2 separate regions of the Zea mays genome follow, and region 2 is linked to region 1. A link is a contact called in public Hi-C data. All regions are on one chromosome and are shown on one strand. Each heading gives the region's core, a stretch centred on a gene start, on an enhancer-like site or on the middle of the called end of the contact. The rest is flanking DNA. Distances are from core to core; before and after follow the strand shown.

Region 1 (3,838 bases), core at 671-3,170:
CAGTCTCGCTCGTGTAGGTGCAGCCTGAGTCCACCTCATCAAAAGTCAAAAGGCTGCGCCACCCATGACCCAACCAAGAACCAACCGGCTTTAGCAAATCAGCGCGGGTACATTTAAATCAACCATCCCACGCTCGCCGTTCATCCGCCACCAATTAAAACACCCCCGAAGCTGGCGTCCATGTCCATGTCCGTGGCAGCATGCATGCACGTCGTCGATCTCGCGTTTAAATACCCGGCTTTCCCCTCACATAGCATGCAGATGCAGGACGGAGTTCCATTCCGTAGCTGAGTTTGTAATAAGCCATGGCTAGACCTAGACTGCCTTCCATGGGCCACCAACAGGCAATGTCGTTGCTGCTGCTGACCGTTCTGTGGGCGGCGACCGCTGTTGCCGCACGGCGAGAGCCTGTGGCGTGGAGGCCTGGCATGGTTAGAGCCGAGGATTGCGACAAGAAACATGGTAAGGGTGGCAGCGGTGCCGATGTAGGAGGTGGTGCCGGAGGCGGAATCGGCGCCGGTGGTGCCATCGGTAGTGGTGCAGGAAGTGGGTTAGGAAGTGGCACAGGGGGTGGGTTGGGCGGCGGCGGTGGCTCTGGGCGAGGAGGTGGTGGTGGTCTAGGTGGCGGCATTGGCGGTGGTGCAGGGTTTGGAGGTGGAGCGGGTGCAGGATCTGGTGGTGGAGTTGGCCTTGGTGGCGGCGGGGGGCTTGGAGGTGGAGGCGGGGTTGGAGCTGGTGGCGGTGGCGGTTTTGGAAGTGGTGGTGGAGTAGGAGTTGGTGGCGGCGGTGGTTTTGGAGGTGGTGGTGGAGTAGGAGCTGGTGGTGCTGGTGGGGGTGGTTTTGGAGCGGGAGGCGGCACGGGAGGGAGAATTGGTGGAGGTGATGGACTTGGAGGAGGTGTCGGTGGAGGAGGATTAGGCGGTGGGTTCGGTGCCCGTGGGGGAGCAGGAGGCGGCCTAGGCGGTGGCGCTGGAGCTGGCGGAGGCATCGGGGGTGGAGCTGGTGGTGGCTTCGGAAGCGGAGGCGGCTTTGGTGGTGGCGCGGGAGCTGGTGGCGGGTTCGGCGCTGGAGCTGGCGGAGGCATCGGGGGTGGAGCTGGGGGTGGCTTCGGAGGCGGAGGCGGCTTTGGTGGTGGAGCCGGACTTGGAGGAGGGGCAGGAGGAGGACTGGGCGGTGGCGGTGGTTTCGGCGGCGGCATGGGCGGTGGATTCGACGGCGGCGCAGGAGGCGGGTTCGGCGCAGGAAGCGGCACGGGCATTGGCGCAGGCGGTGGAGGTGGCATCGGCGCCGGAGCTGGCGGAGGCATTGGAGGTGGGCCTGGGATTGGCGGTGGAGCGGGCAGTGGTGTCGGCGGGCACCATCACGACATGAGCAGCGTCGTGAATGACAAACATCTTGACTGACGAGCAGTTGATCTTCGGCTTCCTTCTGCATTCGGTTTCGTAGGACCTGATTTAATTATATCGCGCTAATAAATAAGGAGACCGCCTAGACTCTCACTTAGATTAGCTTCTCGATCCTATTCTATTAATTTCCTCTTTCTTTCTTTCCACGTCGACCATCGTATTTTTATCGATTTTTTTATCAAAATTACAATTGATTTCATTGTCCAATGCAAGTTAAAACGAGTACAAACTTGCTCCCGAGTCGACGTTGTTCTTCTGGAACCATCCTCGGCGGCTGCTACGATGGATGTTGATTTTTTTAAATAAAATCTACGAGAAAAATGTTAAGTTTGCATAGCCGAACCATAACCGTTGTAAAATTTTCTCGCTAGGGCGGGTCGGCGGGAGCTGGCAGTTCCAACTTCCAACGGTTACATTTCCGTCGCAGGTCCTCTGGATTTCTAAACGGCTGAGTGCGCGCGGCCGGCCCATATGAGGCCCAGAGAGAGGACGTGCGGCCTGTGAAAGGAAAAGCCGTCAGGCAGAGCACTCCAGCGTAGCCACACAGGCCGTTGGGCTCCTGTCTCCTTCGTCCAGTCATTGAGCCCAGCTTCCTTATATTTATTGTCATGTCATGAATTCATGATGGGTGCGTTTGGTTCCTTATATTTATTGTCATGTCATGAATTCATGATGGGTGTGTTTGGTTGCCTGCATCTGCGCGTGCTTTGTATCGTGGGACGTGGGTAGCTGCTGTTTGGTTGCTGTGAACCAGGCTATACGCGTGCGAGCTCTGTGTTTGGTTGCCTACATGCATATTTGGATCCAGGCTCGCACGATCCTCAAAGCACCCTGGCCAGGCTCACTAGATACGAGCCGATTGATCGCATTTGTGGAGCTAGGCTTCAGCGGTCCTGGCTCACACAGCCAGGTTGCCTAGAGAAACCAACCAAACAGGTTGGATAAGAATAAAATAGAATAGATAGATATATAGACCTAGAGCACAATACGGTATGCTGGATTGAAATGATTAAGATAAGCGCCTATGCGGAGCAGGGCTGATCCAACGGGTTAAAGGCAACGCGGTGCGCTGCCGACTTCAATCAATTATAATATTTGATCGACGTGAAAGCTAGCTAGCAGAGCTGCATTGACTGGCCATACCACATCATATCTCTACTACTTATTAAAGCTGTAAGGGTAGCCTGTCGTTCTGCCGTTCTGCGATCTCAGCCGTACATTCTACAGTTCTACAATCTCAGTCGTCCGATCCTGCCCACCCAATTTTCTGCCCCCGCGTCCCGATCCCGCCGCCCCAGCCCTGAAGTCATCACGATTCGCCCCCTGCCTCCTCTTGCCCAATTTCGTCGCCGCCAACCCCATCCTCACCCTCGTCCCATGCCACCGGATGCCGTGCGCTCTCCTCTGCCATCTCTCTCAACGTCTTGCCTCCAGAGAACGCTTGTTCTGTTGTTCCCAATCTCCGCCTTCGCTCCGGCCGCCGATCCCGACCACTCCGATCTAGATCAGGTATGCACATGCCAAGATCTCTGTGTTTCTTCTCTCCTCTTTGTCATGGATCACTCGCCATGGAGCTAGGATCCTTTCTATCCACGCAGATCGCTGGTCCTGCCTGTGCACTTGGTTCATTGATGTGATCCCTAGATCCCATGACAACGACTGGTTCCTATGCGATGCGGACAGGACAGGGTTCGAGAGGCCGGGTCCAGGCGGTGTGGGGCAGATCTACTTCATGCTGCCCTCCGTCACGGCCTGCGGCACGAGGACTCATCTCTCTTGTCGTCAGGGTCCGCCACTCTCTCCTCCCATGCAGCACTCCTGAGTGATGCTTGTTCCATTCCCTCCGGGGACAAATAAGCGGGGGCGGTAGAGGAGGCGGATGCGCCAGCGACCGTGTCACATTGGTCCGCGATGTGGCTCCGGGGACACTGTCATCCTGCTCCATGTGCGTCCCACCTCCGTGCTCTACGGTGCCGACTGGAGTGACATTGACGTCTCCTACCCATCCCTAGCCCCTACTCCGAGGATGGCTTTGGCGATGGCAGTGACGACTCAGAGCCCGCTGCTGTGCGCAGGATGGAGGACGACTAAGACGCCTTCACGGCCTCTAGAAGGTACGTGTGAACAACAAGCAGGTCTTGTCTTTTGCCTCTGCCTTTTCTTCTTACCAATGGCGAGAGGTTTTGATGAAGTGTAACCGTTAAAGGTGGATTCAAGCATGGCTGATGAGGTGGATGAATCTGCTCGTATGGTAAAAAATGTGATGAATATGCCAAAAGATATTTAAATGAAACTGCAGAAGAAGAGATGGTTAAAAATGTACTGAATATGCTAAAAGATATTTCAGAAAGCAGTGATGAATCTGAAGTTTGTGACTGTGAGACCATTGTTTCCAATTCTCTACGCCGTCGCCACTAAGGTATCCCACACCG
Region 2 (3,838 bases), core at 736-3,235, 300 kb after region 1:
AGAGTTTATTGTCAAACTGGGGAAAAAAAACTGAAGGTTAGATCGGTGTAGATCTTTCTGGTACTGTATTGTGTATCCGGCAATAGGCATGGTATTGTTTTTTTTTTTGCTGTGAATCCACTGGTACCATGTTTAAACTTATGAATTGTTCAAAATAGAAAGGTGCTTCATGCTTGCCAAATTCTGAATTCGAATATTCAATACTAGGTGGAGTGGATATGAATATATGATTTTGCTTCTGTACACGGGTTGAAAATTCTGGAGAAATCGAAGGCAATCTCTTTCGCTCGCTTTGCGATGGTGATGGCGCTCTCCTAGAGGAAATTAACAAAACTGTATCATTACAAACTGCATTTTTTTAAAGGAGTTCAGGGTATGTTTGGTTTGTGCCTAAGGTTAGTCGTTCAAATTGAATAACTAACCTTAGACAGAAAAGTTAGGCAAAATGTGGCAATTGAGGTAACAAACCAAACATGCCCTTAGTCTCTAGAAAATCCATTATTTTTATACATTCATCCTTTGCTCTATGTAAGTTGCTCCGAAGTTCGGTTGTGAACCTGCTTGGAAAACCAGATAGGTTGTCTTTAAACAACAATGATTCATAAGCCTGCATACTATAAATCACTATTCTTTCCTAACTTAATAGTGTGATGCATATGTTTGTTTCTGGTGCTAGATAGGGTAGACACAAGCTGACAGCTTCATTGCTTCTCAAGATAGATGCTTACTACTAAATATCTAGGTTAGCACCTAACAACTTAGATAGGTGTAGCCTCTTGACGCCTTTTTATGTTCCAGTGCACATCATCATAAAAAAAGACATGTAATATAAACCTATGCACTGCACTTCTTTTCACAACAGTAAAATCATAAATTTGCGACGACCTAACAACTTAGGAGGTGTTTGGTTCATGCATTTTCAACCCGTATCCATTCACAGCGGCATCAAATCACTACACTCACCGTTTGGTTCGACGCGCGCGTTATTGCTTCACCCGGTATTGGTTCCGCGCCTTTGCAATCGTGATATCGCTCGTCTACGGAGTTTTCAGACTGCGCTGACTCGCTTGGATCCTACGTGCTGTAAACAAACAAAGCCAGGTAACAACTGCCTTGTATCGGATAGCGCTGGGATGTCACTGCAATCCCGTTGCTGTCGCATGAAATGAACCAAACAACACCTTAGGTGTAGCCAGTAGCCTCATGACGTCTTTTTTATGTTCCAGTATGCACATCATCACAAAAAAGGACATGTAATATATACGTATGCACTACACTTCCTCTCATAACAGTAAATCGTAAATTTTCGACGACCTAAACCATGGACATAAGTCCTATACCGTAAGATATTATTTATTTTCGATGGCTTAGATCATATGTTCGATGATAATGGTCCATCGGTTCTAAAAGGTTGAAAATAAGATTATCTTCGACGGTGGCCATCGAAGATAAAGCTTGTATCGACGGCCGACAAAGTCCATAGACATTTAACCCGGGTAACGGTTATAACTTATAACGGTGTCCAGTGGGCCCCACACAATTATATCCGACGGTCTACATAGGGTTGAATAGGTCGGTAACAAATTTCTAGTGTAATATCTGATTACGATTGGACTTATACAAACATGATTTAACGTTATTGTTTACCGTTTAAGTTTCAAATATGTGAACCGATTTAATGAAAGCCATGTCATTAAAAAAACAATAAAATTTCTGCGTCTTCTTTTTATGCGACTAATGTGACTATTTCCTGCCTTTTTTTGGTGTATTACAATAAAGATAATATAATGTTTATCACTTTGAAATAATGGCGTTTAATTTGCATACGGTACTGTAGAGGATAAGAAGGTTGTGGTCAGTCGAACCCTAAACCGTTCCAATTAAAGAGCTGACTTCAACCCACCAGTCAACCGTCGCCACGTACGTCGGGAGGCGATCTAGATACTTGACCATTTACTTTTCGTGCGTTTCCTCCCCCTTGCGTAATGTGCTAGAACACCACCAGCGACGAGCGTAACGTTTCTAGGAAAGAGAGCACAGCACGTGTTTCCATGTCGCAGCTCCTGGGGTTTGAGATCGTATATACGTGGATCGAGCTCGATGACACAACGCCGCAAGAAGCAAAGATGGCCATAGCCAGGACCAGGAGCTCAGCGCCGGTGCTCCTCTTGACATTCCTGTGTTTCTACGCCATTATCATCCCTTCCAACGCATCACCGGACGACTTTCCCCAATGCCTGTCGGGCAGCATCCCCAGCCAGCTCGTCTTCGCGCAGAGCTCGCCGTCGTTCACCTCGGTCCTGGTGTCATCCATCAGGAACCCACGGTTCTTCACGCCAGCGACGGTGAGGCCGCTGTGGATCGTGACGCCGACGAACGCGTCCCACGTGCAGGCCGCCGTGGCGTGCGGCCGCCGGCACGGCGTCCGCCTCCGCGTCCGCAGCGGTGGTCACGACTACGAGGGCCTGTCCTACAGGTCCCAGCGCCCGGAGGCGTTCGCCGTGGTGGACCTGTCCAGCCTCCGCGCCGTCCGCATCGACGAGCGGAGCTCCACCGCGTGGGTGGACTCCGGCGCGACGCTCGGCGAGCTCTACTACGCCGTGGCGCAGGCCAGCGGCGGCCGGCTCGCGTTCCCGGCCGGCCTGTGCCCGACCATCGGCGTCGGGGGCCACCTCAGCGGCGGCGGCTTCGGCACGCTGCTGCGCAAGTACGGCCTAGCCAGCGACAACGTCCTGGACGCCGTGCTGGTGGACGCCAGGGGAAGGCTCCTGGACAGGGCCGGCATGGGGAGCGACGTGTTCTGGGCCATCCGGGGCGGCGGCGGCGAAAGCTTCGGCGTCGTGCTGTCGTGGCAGGTGAGGCTCGTGCCCGTCCCGCCGACCGTCACGGCGTTCAGGATCCCGGTCGCCGCCGGCGACGGCGCCGCCCTGGACGTGGTGGCCAGATGGCAGGAGGTCGCGCCGGCGCTCCCGGAGGACCTCTTCATCAGGGCGCTCCTCCAGAACCGGAGCGCGACCTTCGAGTCCCTGTACCTCGGCACGTGCGACGCGCTGGTGCCGGTGATGGGGCGCCGGTTCCCGGAGCTCGGGATGAACCGCACGCACTGCCGGGAGATGAGCTGGATCGAGACCGTGCCCTACTTCTTCCTGGGCAGCGGCGCGACGGTGGAGGACATCCTGAACCGGACCACCTCCCTGAGCACCTACGCCAAGATGACGTCCGACTACGTCCGGCAGGCCATCCCGCGGCGCGCGTGGGACGGTATCTTCGGCAAGCTCGCGCAGCCCAGCGCGGGGCTCATGATCCTGGACCCCTACGGCGCGCAGGTCGGCGCCGTGCCGGAGCCGGCGACGCCGTTCCCGCACCGCGCCGGCGTGCTGTACAACATCCAGTACGTGAGCGTCTGGTCCGCCGGTGGGGATGGGGCGGCGCATATCGAGTGGGTCAGGGACTTGTACGCGTTCATGGAGCCGCACGTGAGCTCCAACCCGAGGGAGGCGTACTTCAACTACAGGGACCTGGACCTCGGTGAGAACGTCGTCGGCGTGGACAACATCAGCAGCTACGAGGCCGGCAAGGTCTGGGGCGAAAAGTACTTCGTGGACAATTACGAGAGACTTGCGGTGGCAAAGGCTGAGATTGACCCCGACGACTACTTCAGGAATGAGCAGAGCATACCACCGCTCGTGCCGGGCAACTAGTTGAGTGTCCATTACCACTAAAATGACGCACTTGCGGTCACAACCATATGCACATACTGCACAAAATAAGAAGATCGAGTGGTATATTATTATACATTTATACGTACGTACTATAATAAGAATACGGGCTATTTTGG

What was found. A called contact is a pair of places that touch in the nucleus more often than the background predicts.
Region 2: a contact with region 1 is called in a Hi-C map of ear, with 1.8 times the contacts expected there. The contact joins the promoter of LOC103629835 here to the enhancer-like site in region 1. A contact is called at or near these places in 2 of 25 Hi-C or Micro-C datasets (ear and tassel).

What each region holds. Positions count from the first base shown.
Region 1 is chr6:115,482,536-115,486,373 of Zm-B73-REFERENCE-NAM-5.0, forward strand. No RefSeq gene overlaps it. Among protein-coding and RNA genes, the nearest start is that of LOC103629826, 11 kb to the left of the region's middle. Within about 2 kb of position 1,921, at least 15 of the 20 cell types and tissues checked have an H3K27ac peak or open chromatin away from gene starts, as enhancers often do. A contact at or near this core is called in ear and tassel, where this site is marked.
Region 2 is chr6:115,784,526-115,788,363 of Zm-B73-REFERENCE-NAM-5.0, forward strand. It overlaps LOC103629835 (berberine bridge enzyme-like 27), which reads left to right and starts at 1,986. Exons shown (of 1, transcript XM_008650934.4): 1 at 1,986-3,838. The coding sequence starts at 2,052. The coding sequence ends at 3,701. It overlaps LOC100194331 (Ras protein RIC2), which reads left to right. Exons shown (of 2, transcript NM_001139367.1): 2 at 1-178.